Regions from separate parts of the Gossypium hirsutum genome. Here region 1 is linked to region 2. A link is a contact called in public Hi-C data. All regions are on one chromosome and are shown on one strand. The core of a region is the stretch at or near the end of the contact, and the rest is flanking DNA. Distances in the headings are between cores, read along the strand shown. Region 1 holds the start of LOC107896922 (protein SHORT-ROOT). Region 2 has its middle 58 kb from the start of LOC107896923.

Region 1 (2,895 bases), core at 182-2,681, 180 kb before region 2:
ACATCGTCGCTAAATCCGACCGATGAGAAAGCTTCCTTGAGTCTTTCGGACCATTGGCTTCCTCTTTCTCTTCTCTCACGCTCTCCTTCACTGTCTTGGTCATCGTCACAAGCTAAAACCCTAACTATGCCCCTTGAGCACTCCCTCTCCAGCATAAGCTTCTCATTGCTGGTTGGGGTGAAGCTTTCTTCAAGCATTTCAAAGTAGACCGTGTAAAATCTCAGGCATTCTTCAAAGCACTTGACGAAGTCGTATCGAGTGCTTGAAAAGTCAGCTTCTTCCTCAACGACGGTTACGACTTTAGGCCCCAGCGACCGGAACATCCCGATCACTGCAGCTCTTCCCTCGACGGGGACTCTTCGCAAGGCTCCCATACAATTCACCGCGACAGCTTCCTCTTCAACAACACCGAGTACCTCTTTTGTGAGTTGGCCCAAATGGTTTAGCCCACTTACTACATTAAACTCAAAGGGTACACCCATTAACCTCGCAAACTTCTCCATTCGCTGGCTTATTTCTTTCATCACCGATCTTACAATATTAGCAGTGACCACAACAGTGAGCTTTAAGTGTGGGGTGTCATCGTTTCGAGTGGCCAAGGCTTCGAGCAAAGTAGGCCATTGAGTGCAAAGGGTATTGCTTATATCGATGATGTGAAGTTTGGGCTCACCATCTAAGACTTCGAGAATTGCACCATTGGCGGCTACGTGACCGAAAGTTGTCCATGGACTGACCTCTTGGAACTTAAGGATTAACTTCCGAGCTGAATCAAAGCAGTGGCTCTTTTCTGCGACTAAAGTTAGGGTTTTAAAGCATCGTTGTCCTGACTCAGTGGCCTTACAAAACAGTGCCTGCAAGAAATACGATGCTAGTTTCTGATCACAGTCTCCATAAGGGGAAGCCAGTTCGTTTAGCATCCAAAGAAGGTGATGGATTTTGCTAGAATCCTTGTCGGAGATGGCTCTAGCACATTCCTTTAGAAGCCTTGATGCCCATTTGTTGCCCACCGCACTAGGCTCCCTGTCACCGCCGGCCGAGTAGTCCGATGAACGGCTGGTCGACGTGTGGCTAGTTTGAGGCTGATGATGATGGTTGTTGTTGTTATTGCTGCTGCTGCTGTTGTTGTACATGTCTACCGCTACAGATGACCATTGCTCCAGCTGATCGACCGGTTGAAGTGGAAGGATAGAGTGGTGGCTCTGCCGTTTCGAGTGAAAAGAGTTCTTATGATGTCCTCCATGGCTTGGGGAGGCCCCCTTTGACTCTTTAGAAATCTTTGCAGAACTCAATTTCATTTGAGTTCAGAAATGGCCAAGTACAAAGCTTTGAATTCTGAAATATTGCCCATACTATTATATTTAGGGTCATTGTCGTACTATGCAATATATCTACCATATGTATTTGGCTTTGAGTATCATATATAAATAATATTACAATAAACATATTAGTAAGGTATATATAAATATAAAATGTTGGAGTTATGCTATAGTGATAAGCAACTATATGGTTTTTCTATGCAATTTCTAATTATAAATTATAATGAATCCTATATATATTTAATTCACATTTTGTAATATAATTATGACGTCAAATATTCTTGTATGGCTTCATAAAAAACATATACTTTCTTGTATGCCTTTTAGTGTTTGTTTCTTATTGTTTGAAAAAACTATGCATTGGCATGATTTAGAGACCTGCAAAGAATTGATGACGTAGCACCTTTTTAACCACCAAGGCATTTTAAACAAGAACTTTCTATTTTTTTTCAACGGAATATTTCATCGAAAAAAGTAAGTTTTTTCTTTATAATAATTTTCTCCTTTGATAAGGATTTTCGGTGACAAATTCATCAAATAATTTGAGTTTTTCTTAAAAAAAAAAAAGCTAAAGCCCATAAAAAGTATCTACTTTCACACCATTGGAGCTCCTACACTTTCTAGATGATATACCCAAACATTTTTCATGGTTTTAATTTCTTCTGTTGAGGCAAGATGTAATTGCAGGTTGCCACTGAGACAATTAAATTATTTGCTTTATTTGATTTTGTAATTTAATGGGGAATTTTTAGACCTCTAAATGAGTTGTTATTTTGAAGGTTCTATTTCTATCCGTAAAAATCAATCTTTGGATTTTGAAGATTGAACTGAATTCAAGTGAATCAATTCAACCCTTAGAGTGTGGAGATTTGATCGAGATTGTATTGTTGATTTAGGAGAACATATCTTCGATTGATAATGCTTTGAATGTTTTATGTTTTAATTGCTATTTTCAAAGAGTTACTTCGTATTTACTTAGATTCTATGTTCGCAAGCTGAAATTGATATATAGTTTGAGGCTTGTTTAGGTTATGCATGAGAGCTTATTAGAGCACTTCAATTTGTTCATTGAGGAATTGTTTTGTTAGTAAGTGCAAACTGTATTGTAAAATTTGAGTGTTTACTACCTAAGTTTTTAGGGGGAGGTGTAACACCCCTAACCCGTATCCATCACCGGATTAGGATTACGGAACATTACTATACAATCGGAAACATTTTAACAATATTTCATTCACTAACATAAACATGTCATATATCAATCATACATGCACATTCCATCACTAAATCGAGCCCTCGAGGCCCTAGAAATACCCTAGAAACGATTCGAGAATAAACTGAAAACATTAAGAAAGTTTAAGAAAAAGTTACAAAAATTTGAATACAGAGGTCACACGGCCATGTGCCTCACACGGCTGAGACACGCCCGTGTCTCAGGCTATATGACTGTCGAACTAGGAACACACAGTCGTGTCCTAGTCCGTGTTGTAACATCCCATACCCGTATCCTATACCGTGACGGAATACGAGGCATTACCTCATTTAAACTCGTGCTTACAACCATTTCCGAGTCTCCAAGACC
Region 2 (3,008 bases), core at 190-2,689:
TGCAGTCAATCAATTTCATAAACTATTTTGAATTTCAATAAACAAAAAACTGTAGGTAGCTTTTGCAACATCATTTTCTAATAATGGGATTATTTGGCATGAATTAAGTATATTTACATGAATTAAACGAGTCAAACTTCATATCTAGATGGATAACTTGCTTACCGATATATGCTATGTTTTTTTGTCACCTGTTGTATCATAGAATTCCTATGCATCAAGGAGATGCATATGTATTGAATCAATATTACGTCATCATGTTATTAACAAATAGGGGTGGAATAAAACATTTATTCTCATAACAAATTTAAAAAAATATGTCAATGGAATCCACTATTTCTCAATAGGAACTGCATAACTCTAAAAGAAAGCTAACAAACAACATATTTTCTTTTGCTAATACCAACAAAGAGATGCTGATAAATGCTATAGTACTTGATGTAGACTATGATTATTGGCACTATAATAATCTGATTATAAGTTCACCTAAATTAGCTACATATGTGTGTGTCAACTATACTATAAATAATTTATTTACATGAAATTTTTTTATTAGTTTTTCTATATATACCATCATGGTAGCCGGTATCAAGGAAAAAAGAAAAAAAAAGAATTATATTAGAAGGGTATGTTTCCCTTTGGTGTTTCCGCTAGTTAGTTTCATACTAGACGATACTTATATGGATACTAAATAATTTAAATTTTATTCTAACCAAAGTTTGGTGTATTTCAATTGTTTCCATGAATTTTAGTTTATTTTGGTCAATACCATGCATATAAGTTCCTACTATTGGTATAAGAATCTAATATTTTTTATCTTAACTATTTGTAATTTTTTTTTATAATTACAATAAAAAATAAACATAATCATTTAATTAAATTATTAAACTTAAATAATAATTATAAAATTTATATATAAATAGATGTGTAATTGAAATACATTTACATGTATATATAAATATTATATAGATGAAAAATACTTTGAAAAATACTGATAAATCCAAAGCAATTATTTTTAAAAATATTGATAAACCCAAAGCAATATATCAAAATACATTGTACTAATAAATAATAATAATAATAATACCGTTTAAAGGAAACATTAATCTACTATATACAGATCCTGCCTGGAAATAATTTACCAACTGATTGATGGTTCATTTGAAAGTGTGATAAAAGTCGTCGGATTCAACCATAATTGCAATTTGTGAATAGACCTTTAAAACATTAATGTAATCACTTTGCCTTTCCCTTTCTAATAACATCTCCAACATATCTATATGTCTTTTGTTATGTTCTGTTTCAAGGGGTTTTTTTTATATTTTATTTTTAATCAAGTCTTTCTCATTATCTGATTAAATTCTTGGCTTATCTCCAAATTTGCATATGCAATCACTCATTTGTGCAAGTGGCACCTTATTGCACAACTCATGATAGGTATTAAATTACCATTTCAGACAACTTATGTTTATCGCTTGTCTAATATTCCGTGTTCACACGTAAAGGGAAATATTGTTATTCATGAATTTTCTTTAATTGGTATTAATGTCTTATCGTTACTTTATTAATTTCTTAATTATATGTGAAATAATATTATTTTAATTATTGAATATAATTAAGAGGGAAATATCAATTTATATCGATGTAAAATTAATGTAAAACTAAAGTAATTTTACATTTTTTCGTATTTCTTTGTTCGATTAATATTTTAATAATTCAATTATTGAATTTATCGATATAATTGTACTTGTCATGCATGTAAAATTTTAAATCAATCATATATTTCTATCATATTGATTTAAAATACTGTATATATTAATATTTATTGAACAGTCGGGTTTTTTACATAAAATAAATAGTTAGAAATTTTTAATTTACATTAAAATTGACATGCTTTATCTATATTAATGAAATATACAAAATAACGGTTGAATCGTTAAAATATTAATCATACCAAAAAATATGAAGATGTGTTAAACTACCTTAATACTAATGTAAATGAATCCTTCCCTAATTAAAATATATTAATTGGTTTGATCATTAAATAGGAAAACCATAAAATTCTATGAAAAAATTTATAAAACTCCCAACATTTTTAGAGATTTTTAGCTATTAATTAAATGGAAATACTTAAATCTTGAATGCTAACGTCTTAGTTTTAAACAGTAAAAAAAAAACAAGCATCAGCTGGTCAATAGACTCAATTCATTGTTGATTAAAATAAAAATTATAATTATAAAAGTGATAAATTTTATAAAAAACAAAAATATATATTTAAAATGATGAAATTAGTATTATGATGAACAACAAATGGTTCATTATTGGTTAAATCAAAAAGAATTTTCGTGTTTTTATATATTATAGATATAGATGGACGAAGGGTTGAGTAGTTCAAGGTTAAAGTCGAGTTAATGTAAAATAAATATTTAAATATAAGTCATTTACCATTTCACTTGTGGCTTAATTGATAATATTAGTCACAAAATATTAGTATAAAATTATAAAAATATTTTTTTATATATATTTTATTAATTTTATGAACAATGAATTAAGTCCATCAACAAATTTGAGTGTAACTCGAAATTGATTAAAAAAATTAAAACATTTTCACATTATAGTTACAATTAAATATATTCATGAGTCAATTGACCTACCTGACTAAAGCTGAGTTTGAAATTTTTTTTATTTGTCCTTAGGCTAAACTAACTTGATCCAAATTTAAATTATTTTTCCAACAATTTAAAGTAATAAAATTTTAAAATATTTGAATATATTTAAATATAAAATATATAAATATTAATATAAAAGTATACTTTTAATAGTTTTTTAGACAATGAAATGAATTATAATTTAAATATATCATATTGAACTTGAATCAAACCTTTAACAATAAATCCAACCACAATCTAATTTGACTCGAAACAAACAAAGTACCCTTATGTTATTACTCAATTTAACCTATAAATATGTCTCCTTATAAGTGATTGAAAATTACAATCATTTACTCC

Evidence for each region. Hi-C and Micro-C count contacts between places; a contact is called where the count stands out from the background.
Region 1: a Hi-C map of hypocotyl shows a contact between it and region 2, with 2.1 times the contacts expected there. The contact joins the promoter of LOC107896922 here to the enhancer-like site in region 2. A contact is called at or near these places in 2 of 34 Hi-C or Micro-C datasets (callus and hypocotyl).

The regions. Positions count from the first base shown.
Region 1 is chrA10:79,828,397-79,831,291 of Gossypium_hirsutum_v2.1, reverse strand. LOC107896922 (protein SHORT-ROOT) reads right to left here and starts at 1,431. Exons shown (of 1, transcript XM_016822234.2): 1 at 1-1,431. The coding sequence starts at 1,295.
Region 2 is chrA10:79,645,767-79,648,774 of Gossypium_hirsutum_v2.1, reverse strand. No RefSeq gene overlaps it. Among protein-coding and RNA genes, the nearest start is that of LOC107896923, 58 kb to the right of the region's middle. Within about 2 kb of position 1,439, at least 2 of the 9 cell types and tissues checked have an H3K27ac peak or open chromatin away from gene starts, as enhancers often do. A contact at or near this core is called in hypocotyl, where this site is marked.